Linked DNA regions of Sus scrofa: regions 1, 3 and 4 are each linked to region 2. A link is a contact called in public Hi-C and HiChIP or PLAC-seq data. All regions are on one chromosome and are shown on one strand. Each heading gives the region's core, a stretch centred on a gene start, on an enhancer-like site or on the middle of the called end of the contact. The rest is flanking DNA. Distances are from core to core; before and after follow the strand shown. Region 1 holds the start of MANBAL (protein MANBAL). Region 2 holds the start of BLCAP (bladder cancer-associated protein). Region 3 overlaps SRC (proto-oncogene tyrosine-protein kinase Src). Region 4 holds the start of GHRH (growth hormone releasing hormone).

Region 1 (2,730 bases), core at 144-2,643, 210 kb after region 2:
ATCCCTGGCCTCACTCAGTGGGTTAAGGATCCTGAGTTGCTGTGAGCTGTGGTGTAGGTCGCAGACGCGGCTCAGATCTTGTATTGCTGCAGCTGTGGCATAGGTCGGCAGCTACAGCTCTGATTAGACCCCTAGCCTGGGAACCTCCATATGCCATGCGTGCCGACCTAAAAAGACACACACCCCACAAATATTAATAACTTACTGACATTGGTTCATTAATTGTGACGAAAGTACTATATGCTATTGTAGAATGTTAGCAATTGGGTAAATGGGAGTTGTATATGGGAACTCACTGTCCTATCTTCACAATAATTTTGTAAATCTAAAATTGTTCTAAATAAGAAGTTTACTGGGGAAAAAGGTCAACATTCCAAAATAAATAACCCCTAAGACATGTCTAGCTGTCCAGACTTAGCAAGTAGAAACAAAGTCTTCACTAAGACTGAAAAACCCAGATTCCAAATATGTTGGTAGGGGATTCCTGGCTTTGAATGAAATGATTTTTAAATTGTGTCCTGAGAATTCAACAGAAACTCAGTGTCAAGAATCACTGCCTTAGAGACATGGGCTATATACCCAGACCCATCCCATTAAAGTCCCCAAGAACTACCCAAAACTGGGTTAGAGTTATGTCCTATGCAAAGGTAATCCATCCCCCACAGCAATCAGAATCAGCAGCCAGTGGGCTGAAACTGGTGGGCAGATGTCCCGCAATTTGGAATTACTAAAAAGTAAAACGTTTCAGTCATTTCCCACTTCTCCTAAAAACAAACAATTCGGCAAACAAACACGCACTGTGCACTTACTAAGGCGCTTTGCCTCCACCACCGCCTTTAATCCTCGGATCAAGTCTAAGAGCCCATTTTACAGAGATGGAAATTGAGAACCAGAGATAGTCCCCAGTTACAGAGCAATACAGGTACACTCAGGGGTCGAACCCCAGGCCAGACTGACTCCGGAGCTCTGGCTAATCCTAATGCTCCGCCCGTGGAAAGAAAGGACAGGTCAAATCTGCAAGGAACACCGAGTTTTGGCCCTGGCTCAAAACTAAGGCGCTGGGCTGCAGCAACCGAGGCCCTCTGCCTCGCTGGGACTCAAACCTCCCTCTCCAAGTAACTTCCGAATGCTTGGAAGCGCCCCAGGAAGTTATTTACTTTAGGCACCAAGCGCAGCTCTGCGACCAAGCGCCTCCGAGACAGCCGGACCGGGCCGGCGCCGGAGCCCAACCCCTCTCGGTTCCGCAGCCAGTACTACTCCGCCCAACCCTCAAAGCACCGCCGGGCCCCTACAGCCGCAAAACTCACCTCCCGCGCCGCCGCGGCACTGCCCCGGAAGTGGTTCCCCGTGACACTCCCCCATCCCGGAAGTGACGTTCCTGAGCAACCAGCGGACTCGGTTCCGCCCGCCAGCGTTGTTAGAATTTGTGGATACTGGCTCTGGGCTTTGTTAGACGTTTGTCCCGATTGTGTCGGTTTTAGATGGAGGGAGAGATCTGCGGAGGTGAGGTCCAGACGCCTCGGTTCTCCCAGCGGCTTTATCACACCCCATTTCAGGAAATGTTTATACACATTTGCAGAAGCCTTACTCTTTTTTTTTTTTTTTTTTTTTTTTTTTAAGTATAGTTGATTTACAGTGTTGTATAAGTTTCAGGTGTACAGCAAAGTGATTCAGTTATACACATAGATATATTCTTTTTCAGATTCTTTTCCTTCATAGGTTATTATAAGACATAGAATATAGTTCCCTGTGCTCTACAGTAGGACTTTGTCAATCATTTTGTGTATAGTTGTCTATGTCTGTTAATCCCAAACTCCTAATTTATTGCTCCTCCCCTCCCCCTTTGGCAACCGTAAGTTTTCTATGTCCATCAGTCTATTTCTGTTTTGTAAATAAGTTCATTTGTTTTTTTTTTTTTTGTTTTTTTTTTTTTTTTGCTTTTTTTAGGGCTGCATCTGCAGCATGTGGAGGTTCCCAGGCTAGGGGTGGAATGTGAGGTGTAGCTGCCTGCCTACACCAGAGCCACAGCAACGCCAGATCCCAGCGGAGTCTGTGACCTACACCACAACTCATGGCCACACCAGATCCTTAACCCACTGAGCAAGGCCAGGGATCCAACCTTCATGCTCATGGATACTAGTCAGATTCGTTAACCACTGAGCCACAATGGGAACTCCTCATTTGTATCTTTTTTTTTTTTTTTTAGATTCCACATATAAGTGATGTCATAGGATTTGTCACTCTATTTTTTATTTTTAAAATTTTTATTTTATTGTATTATTATTTTGCTTTTTAGGGCCACACCTGCAGCATATGGAAGTTCCCAGGCTAGGGGTTGAATCAGAGCTACAGTTACCAGTCTACACCACAGCCACAGCCACAGGCAATGCTAGATCTGAGCCACATCTGCAACTTACACTGAAGCTCACAGCAACGCCAGATCCTTAACCCACTGATGAGGGCCAGGGATTAACCCTCGTCCTCATGGATACTAGTCAGATTCGTTACTGCTGAACCACGAGGGGACTCCTATTTTTAGTTTTTTAAGGAAACTCATACTGTTTTCTATAGTGGCAGCACCAATTTACATTCCTACCAACAGTGAAGGGGGGTTCTCTTTCCTCCACACACTCTCCAGCATTTATTATTTGTAGACTTTTTGATGATGGCCATTCTGACTGATCTGATGTGATGCCTTAGTGTAGATTTGACTTGCATTGTATAGAAGCC
Region 2 (2,700 bases), core at 192-2,691:
AACTCCAGCCCAGGTTTTTCAAATTTACCTTCTCAAGGCCAAACTCTCAATCTACCCCCTCAATCTAAACCTTCTTCAGCCTCTTCCCACCTTAGTCAAGGTCTCTTTCATTCCATCATACTCAAGGCAAAGATCTAAGCTGCCAATGCCTCAGCACCCACCTGCCCATCTTACATTCTTTACTTCTCCACCTCCCCAAGCCACCACCCTGCCAGGTGCACCTGGAAACCTGAAACCAGCCTTCTAACTGGTCCCCCTACACCCACTGGAAAGTGCTTTCTAAGTCATGCAGTCAGGGTAGCCTTTCAGAAACCGCAATCTGGTTATCAGCCCTCCGATGAAAATGGCTTCTCATTACCCTCAAGAGAAAATCCAAATTCATTAGGTAGCACAACCTGCCCTACTTGCTCATTTCTCACCCTCACCCACTCCTTTCCACCCCCACATCTAGGACAAGGGGTTCTTTCTGCCTAGAACATTTCCCCTCTCACTCTTGCCCTGTGCAGCTCCTAACTGTCCTTGGTGTCCGCCTAAATACCAGCTTCCCATGGAGAGACCACCCTCACTCTTCACCCCACATTAGTATTCCACTAACTTTTCATAACATTCTTCATTTTCCACCCACAGCACTTCCCATCGTGCATAATTATATGTTGATTTGATTAAAATTATTAACAGAGAGTGCTCTTTCGATGATTGTAGAAGCCCTTCCGTCACTCTCCCCCAGTGGACTGGCAGAGCCTTGAGTTAGAACAGCGCCTGTGTCACTCTCCATTCTATTCTCTTGCCTTTTTAGCACTGCACTTACGCATAGCAAGACCTCGAAGAATGTGCTTCATTAGCTAATAAATGGATACACAGACTCATTTAATCCCTACAACCACCCTGTGAAGCAGGCATTTCATCAGATTTGGGGAAGATGAGTCGCAGTGGGCAAGTGGCTCGCCCGAAGTGGGGAAGAGTCAGATCCTGACCCAAGACAAATCCTAAATTCTGAGCCGGAATAGTTCCGTTCCTGACCTTTTGGCCTTGGTGAAGGGACCGGGGAGGAGGCGGACTTTGAGCCACGAGAAGGTTTTTCCCAGAGTACTCGGGTCATCCACGAGGGTCGCAGTGAACAAACGCTCACCTACGGAGACGAGGGTACGCCCCCTTCTCTCTCAGCGTGTTAAAGATCACAATCTGCTGCATATGCATAAGGGGACCAAAGGAGCCGAGATTCGGGGCTGCCCGGCATACGCCTGATCAAAACTACTTTAGACTTGAAGAGTTCAGAGCCCCTGGAGTTCTGCACACGTTGGTAGGACGTCTTCAAAAGGCTATATGTGGCAAATATTGGGGGGATAGTGGGCGAGAGTGACCCCAATTTAGGTCGTATGATCAGGCGTATGCTGTAGGCAGCTCGGTCCCGGGAGGGGTCCTCGGCCGGCTCGTCTAGAAGACCAAGGGGGCGTCTCCCCGGCTTCTTGCGGCGTCGGTGGCGAGCTGAGGTGGAGGCAGGCTGCGGCGGCGAGGGCGACAGCGGTGGCGGCGGCGCCATGGCAGGGCTTGCAGGTACTGTGGCATTGGCCTCCTGGGGGCGGGATGAGAGGCCCTCAATGCGGCCGCGCCGCCATGTTGTCCCTTCGGGGTCACCTTAGGCGTCGTCCGGTCCCTTTCAGGGGTTTTCCTTCCGTGCACCTTGGGCCGCCCCTGTCCGGTGTCACGTGATTGCCCTGTTTCGTCCCCAGCCTGGGCCTTGGGGGGTCCCTTCCCGGCCCGAGGGCGTGTCACCGGACTCCTAGGTTCAGATTCTGGCCTCCAAGGTCAGCGCTCGCCTGTTTGCTCTCGGGAGGGAGCAGGCAGAGCTAGGGAGCGCGGGGCTAGGGGTGCGGCCACCTTTTCTTAGACCCCGGGGCACATGGCAGGGGGCTCAGCTTCTGAGAGTCCTGTCACTCTGTCCCTGCCACTTTAATTGCATTTTTTTTAATCAGAAGGGACGTGGAGAGGAGAGAAAGGGGTCTCCCGCTCCCACGCCACCGCCTTGGTGCCCGGGGTGATAGCTTGACTCTCAGCTTTGGGTCGCGGGTGCTTCTTACTCCTTCTAATTTTCTATCAGGTCTGCCGACCTGTTCCCTTTCCTCCAGTACGTATGGGGAGTGGCCCTCAAGGGCAGCTGAAGGAATGGAATGCCTGGCACAGTAATGGCCTGAAAAGAAGAATGGGGGATGGGAGACAGTTGATTTTTTTTTTCTTCCCTCTTCCAGACCGCCTTTAATTTCCTTCCAGGCCTCCGTGTCCCTTTTCAACATTAAATGTTGGGTCAGACTGAGGTCTGTCCTAGGAAAGAAATGGTCTTTCTGTTTATAGGTTTGGTTCGTGTTTTACCCCTTTCAGGGAACTGGTGTGTTGGGGACAGCTTCTGTTTGCCCTGCCTGACATGGTACAACCATCCCCTCAGCCTTCTGGACGGCAACACCAAAGCCAGGACCAAAAAAAAAAAAAAAAAAGAAAAAGTTCCAGCTTAAGTGCTAAGGCCAAATGTTAGATCTTGTTTATTTATTTGTTTGTTTTAAATCAAAGACTAATTAATATCAAGCAAATCTGTTGAAAGATTGTGGTGCCCTGGGCGGTTTCCAGTGACCAGGTCAATTCCATATCTGACTTTGGTCTTGTTAGAATTGCTGCCAAAACCAGTTTAACTTTTTATCTATAATATGT
Region 3 (2,700 bases), core at 111-2,610, 130 kb after region 2:
CTGGGTCCCAGGCCCAGTCCTGCCCTCACCACCTGCAACTTCTGCGGGTTCTGTGATCTGGAACGCTGTGCTCTGTTGACCAATTACAGAGCCTTCCCAGAGCCCCTGCCTCATCACTCCTGCAGGCCCCAGGTCAGCTCCCTGGACCTTGGCTGCCTTGATGCTGAGCTCTCCCCACTGCCCATCAGGCTGGCCTCCCCACTCTGGGGTCACTCAAAGCTGTCTGTCTCAAGACCAGGCCCTGGATCAGGGTCCAGAGGGGTGACGGGGAAGGGGGGGCGGGGGACTCACGTGTTGTTGACAATCTGGAGCCGTTCCCCTTTCTTGAAAGACAGGTCAGTCTCTGTCCGTGACTCATAGTCATAGAGGGCTACAAAGGTGGTCACCCCGCCTGCAGGGCAAGAGGGGCGTGTCAGAACGGCCAAGGCCTTGGCTGGGGGGAGGGGCGGAGTTGGTCTCCTACCACCAGCCCAGAGGCCTGGTCCCATTCACAGGGGGCGGGCCTCTATGCATGCCCACCTTGTCCAGGGGTCCAGGCAAGCCTGTGAAAGGTGTAGGAAGCATGCGTGTCTCTCCGTGTCTGAGTGTGCCCACTGGGCTCTAGGTTATGCTAGCTGTTGGTTTATCTGTTTGGTACCTGTCTTTCCCATAGAAGCAGAAGCCCCCAATAACAGGCATCTTTGTTTTGATCCTAGAGCCTGGGGGTCCTCTATGGGTGTCTCCGAATGAGCTACTGACTCTGTGTGTGTGTGGCTCTGTCTGAGGGTGTCCGAGTAAGTGTCGTGTTTGTGTGAGGGTCTTAGGTCTGTGCGTCTTCAGGACCTCCAACCTGCTCCCCGTGCCTCCCTGAGAAGCCCCCAGCTCTCATGGCCTCAGTTTCTCTCTCTCGTCCTCTATCTCTAGGACGATATGCTCTGTATCAGATTCACCCCTAAAGGCAATGAAGTGTGCCTGGGACTGCTATATTACCAAGGCGCCAGCAGAGGGCGCAGGGGCGCACCTCGGCGTTCGGCGGGGCTCTGAAGACCGAAGCCCCCCGTCTCCCTCCCAAAGAGCCCCGCCCTCTTGGCCACGCACCGCCTCCAGTCCTGATCCTTCTCTGGGCTGACCAGAGCCAAGAGCAAAGCCTCCAAGCTGCTCCCTGTGCCTCCCTGAGAAGCCCCCAGCTCTCACGGCCTCAGTTTCTCTCTATCGTCCTCTATCTCTAGGTCCTTTATGCTCTGCATCGGATTCACCCCTAGAAGCAATGAAGTGTGCACCACACTTTCCAGTTTATAAAGCCTCCAGGCAACTCCCAACAGTCCCCAAGGCCCAGTAACCCACAGGCTCCTCCCCTTCAGTGAGAGAAAGAGCAGAGCAGCCTAAGCCCGACAGCTTAGGCACCCGGCACCCACACTCCCAGGCCCACTGACCAGCCAGGGGCCCCGCCCTCTGCGGGGAGGTGACAGTGTCCGAGGAGTTGAAGCCACCAAACAGCTTGGGCTCGGCGGCCGCAGGGGCGAAGGCCGTGCTGGGGCCTCGATGACCATCCGCGGAGGCTGGCTTGCTGGGGGTCTGTGAGGTGGGAAAGGCACCACCGCCACCGCCGCCGCCGCCCCCGCCGCCGTGGGTGTTCTCGGCAGGCTCCAGGCTGCGGCGCCGCTGGCTGGCGTCCTTGGGCTTGCTCTTGTTGCTGCCCATGGTTCTGCTGGAGATGAGAGAGAACCTTAGGGTGAAGACCTCAGGGAGCAGGCCGGGCTGCCGGGGTCCCTAAGCTTGCACTCCCACCCATTCTACAGACAGGGAAACTGAGGCTCAAAGAGGTCTCTTTGGGTAAATTAGCCTTCCAGAACCTCAGTTTCTCCATCTGTAAAATGGGAACAATGATGGTACCCATGAAGTGCTTCTTTGGTACAGGGCCAAGCACAGAAGAAACCTCATAATCAGAAGCCCTAACCTCCCCAACCTTCCCAGGTCACTGTTTCTCTCCATTGGGGGCAGGGCCGTGTCTGAGTCACATCTGTGTTCCAGGCACATCGGAAAGGGCTAAGGGTTTGTTGAGTTAATACATGCCTGACTGAAACTGTCTCACACCAGAGGGAAAGTGCTAAAAGTTGCAGCCAGGGCAGGGGTACTGCAGGCAGCTGGAAGAAGGAGAAATGGCTGGGAGCTCACTCCAGCCCCAGGGCCTTTGCACATGTGGTTCCCTCTGCCTGAATGCTCTTCCCTGATCCCTTCACCAGAGTAACTCATGCCTCCTTCAGTTCCCAGCCTAAGTCAAGTCACCTCTTTGGAGGCAGCATGTGGGGGATGGGAGGGAAATGTTTAGGGGTGATGGATGATCTTGACTGTGCTGATAGTTCCGTGAGTGCATCCATGTGTCAAAATTATCAAGCTATACACCTTAAATAAGTATAGTTTATTGTATGTCAATTACATCTCAATACAGCTATCAAGGGGGAAAAGTCACCTCTTTGGGAAGGGTTTCCCAACTCCTTTCACTGGTCTAAGTCCCTCTGCTTTTTGTGCCTCTTCTTGATAAAATGTGGCCCAGATTTGGGGGTTGTTTATGGGTTTATATGATTGTTGTCATGGGCCTTTGCCTGTCTAGCTCACTGCTGTGCTCCCTGCACCTAACACAGGGTATGTATGGCACAGTAGGTGCTCAATAAACAGCTGGACGAATGAATGAATCTCTCAAGAGTTAAGAGTTCTCTGAGC
Region 4 (2,700 bases), core at 199-2,698, 240 kb after region 2:
GTAAGAGAGCCCACTGCCCTGGGCTTCCTAACTCCTCCATCTGCCACCTGCAGCTGTGACCCATCAGCCATTCTTAGTCCCTGGGGATCTGGCCTGACCTGACCACACCACGTTGTGTCCAGGCCTGCAGGGTGATGCTGCTCAGTCCCTGCTTCTCTGGGGAACATCCCATGTTTGCTCTGTGCCAGGAACATGGCTCAGTGAAGGCTAAGAAGCAGGTTCATAAAGTGTCACTTGGAGGAGGTTCCAGAAACTACTGGTTCTAACTGCGAACCAGAGAGGTGTCCCGGGGCAGGCAAAGGCAGTCTCCACTCCTCAATCTCTAACCAGTGCAGCTCCATTTTAAAAATCTGTTTTAGGAGTTTCCTGGTGGCTCAGCAAGTTAAGGACCTGGTCACTGCTATGGCTCAGGTTCCTCAGCAGTGACCTGGGTTTGATTCCTGGTCCCAGAATTTCTGCATGCAGTGGGTACGGCCAAGAAAAAAATCTGCTTTGTATACTGCACTTCCATAGACGATTTCCAAAGAAAGTTCTGTGTCACTATTTACAAACTTGGAAAACTTCTGTTCTCTGCTGTTTTCCCTGAGCTGTGATGGGAGTAGAAATCGATAGTGTAGAAACTGAGGCCTGGAAGGCAGAAGTAACTTCTGAAGGTCACCAAAGTCATGACGGACAGACACGGAGGGGTAGTTGGACTCAGCTCACAGCAATTTCCAGTCCTCCACAGCAGCCCTATGGGAAACCAGGGCTTCTGCCTCGCACACTTTCATGCCGTTCTTGAGGCTTCTTTTGCTATCGGCTAGAGAAATCTGGAAGCACAACTCTCCCAAGGCACTCCATCTCTCCCCTCTCACCTCACACACCTCTGAGGCAGCCTTGACACATGAAACAGATGCTCCCCAGGCTCGCTGCCTACACCGACCTGTGACCGCAGCAGGTACAAGTCAAGAGGGGAAAATCTTGATAATTGGATGACAAGGGAAATAGCAAGCAACTTTCCTCACTAAGAGGAGAAAAACACCCAGCCTGTAATGTTGGCTGCCCTAAAGTGAAATAAAGTTGCACACGGACAAAACAAGATTATACCAACTTTTTAAAACGCCCATTTATCTCTGAGAGTAAATGGTGGTTCACTGTTCTGAGTACTCCAATTATTAGAGTAGCAGGATTATACTCTCTCTTCTTCTCGGAATAATATAATTTTTTTTTTTTTGCTCTGTCCGTGCTCTCGAAGATAAAGGGCAAGTTCAATACGAGTCTGAATTGGCGAGGGGCAAAACCTCTTTCCCCCGTTAGGGTTTGTCAGTGCGATGCTAAAAACGGTCCTTTGGTGGACTTGTGTGTAATTGATTCTCTGACGCTGACAACACTTAGGAAAATGAAGGTATAAATGATGCGAGTACCACGCAGGCGCTGAAGCAAACGGCGAGCCCGAGGCCCGTGGAACTGGAGCCGCGTCTTCTGGCAGAGGGAGACCTGCCACATCGGAGGTGAGAGGGGGGTGGCCCTGGGGGCCGGGCTGGATGGGGGCAAGACAGTTGATCTTCTCACCAGTTCAGAGACACCCAGTTCACCAGGCCCACTGCCGTCTTCTTTGCCCGTGGACTGGTGAGTACCTTTTAGGCCCCTTGTTAGTGGCTCTGGAACGTGCTCTTGATGGTTGGCGCCATTTTGAGGTTGTCTTGGACGCTTGGCCACTCAGTCCTCGGAGAGGTGGCAGGCAGACATGTGCCAGGTGTCTGTCAGGGGCAGCTGAGGTCTCGGTGCTCCTTCATGGGTGTGGGGGTGGGCTGCTAGAGCAAGGCACCCGCTGGCTAGATTCTCCTGCCCACAACGGGATTCTGCCACGGACCCGAAAGGAAGCAAGTGGCTGTGCAAATCAATACCACTCACCGATTGCTCAGGACCGATTTAATACAATTGCCTGGAAATTGATAACGTTTTGCTTTCTTGCTCAATTGCAGCCGCACTCCTTACTCTAGGTTTTAGACACAATGACCTGCTCCTGAAGCTTGTCTCTTGACCCTTCGGGGCTTCAGGGATCCTGAGTATTTGCGTCTTTTACCATAAGCCACCTCCAACCTTTCTGGAAGGGGGTGGGGCACCACCCTTTTGAATGACCGTTCAAGATGCTTCCTCACTAAAAACTTAGATCTCCCTCAACTTAGAGCACTATTGCTGGAAACAGTTTATAAACAGAGTCAGGATTGGGGGGGGCGGGGTTCTTAAATCACACAGTAGAATATTCGAGAAAGGTAAAAGATTTGTTTTTTTTCCCCCAGGAGTTCAAAAATGGCCTCGCTAGTTTGGCACTTGAGATCTGACCTCTGTCGTCAGTTGAAGGTTCATCTGCAGAATTCTTGTAGCATTCTTGGCACCAAGTCTGGCAAAAGGTGCCAGCTGCTGTGAATCAAGTGCCCATTTTTCCTGAAGCCAGACAACCTCGAATATATCTAATGACAAAATTAGTTTGTAAGCACTGTTGAGAACTGACTGATACTTGTAATGATAGATGATAAACCCTAAGATGACTTTGAGGCCATCAAGGAGTTGTCGGTGGTGCTGTTGGATATGCACTAGATTTAATTCCATGAATTCTAGCTCCTTGGACTGGCCATGTGGAAGATATCTGTCAACAGCTAGCTTCTCCGCTGTTCTCATCTCATAGGCTGGGTTATTCTTGTTGTTTTCCTTTTTTGT

What was found. A called contact is a pair of places that touch in the nucleus more often than the background predicts. HiChIP or PLAC-seq counts read pairs in DNA pulled down with a chosen protein or histone mark.
Region 1: an H3K27ac HiChIP or PLAC-seq map of alveolar macrophages shows a contact between it and region 2. The contact joins the promoter of MANBAL here to the promoter of BLCAP in region 2. A contact is called at or near these places in 4 of 5 promoter capture datasets (fetal liver, liver and skeletal muscle), 32 of 47 Hi-C or Micro-C datasets (adipose tissue, alveolar macrophages, blood and 15 more) and 2 of 2 datasets of contacts at active chromatin or transcription factors (alveolar macrophages and skeletal muscle).
Region 3: a contact with region 2 is called in an H3K27ac HiChIP or PLAC-seq map of alveolar macrophages, with 6 times the contacts expected there. The contact joins the enhancer-like site here to the promoter of BLCAP in region 2. A contact is called at or near these places in 2 of 5 promoter capture datasets (fetal liver and fetal skeletal muscle), 15 of 47 Hi-C or Micro-C datasets (alveolar macrophages, blood, brain and 8 more) and 1 of 2 datasets of contacts at active chromatin or transcription factors (alveolar macrophages).
Region 4: a contact with region 2 is called in a Hi-C map of embryonic fibroblasts, with 14 times the contacts expected there. The contact joins the promoter of GHRH here to the promoter of BLCAP in region 2. A contact is called at or near these places in 5 of 5 promoter capture datasets (fetal liver, fetal skeletal muscle, liver and 1 more), 34 of 47 Hi-C or Micro-C datasets (adipose tissue, alveolar macrophages, blood and 16 more) and 2 of 2 datasets of contacts at active chromatin or transcription factors (alveolar macrophages and skeletal muscle).

Annotation. Positions count from the first base shown.
Region 1 is chr17:40,419,408-40,422,137 of Sscrofa11.1, reverse strand. It overlaps MANBAL (protein MANBAL), which reads right to left and starts at 1,393. Exons shown (of 4, transcript XM_005672921.3): 1 at 1,308-1,393.
Region 2 is chr17:40,632,354-40,635,053 of Sscrofa11.1, reverse strand. BLCAP (bladder cancer-associated protein) reads left to right here and starts at 1,441. Exons shown (of 3, transcript XR_001302112.2): 1 at 1,441-1,554.
Region 3 is chr17:40,502,836-40,505,535 of Sscrofa11.1, reverse strand. It overlaps SRC (proto-oncogene tyrosine-protein kinase Src), which reads right to left. Exons shown (of 14, transcript XM_021077973.1): 4 at 1,413-1,687; 5 at 292-391. The coding sequence starts at 1,680. Among named protein-coding and RNA genes, the nearest start is that of SRC, 33 kb to the right of the region's middle. Within about 2 kb of position 1,360, at least 31 of the 83 cell types and tissues checked have an H3K27ac peak or open chromatin away from gene starts, as enhancers often do. A contact at or near this core is called in alveolar macrophages, fetal liver, retroperitoneal adipose tissue and 1 more, where this site is marked.
Region 4 is chr17:40,396,605-40,399,304 of Sscrofa11.1, reverse strand. GHRH (growth hormone releasing hormone) reads left to right here and starts at 1,448. Exons shown (of 5, transcript NM_001195118.1): 1 at 1,448-1,608.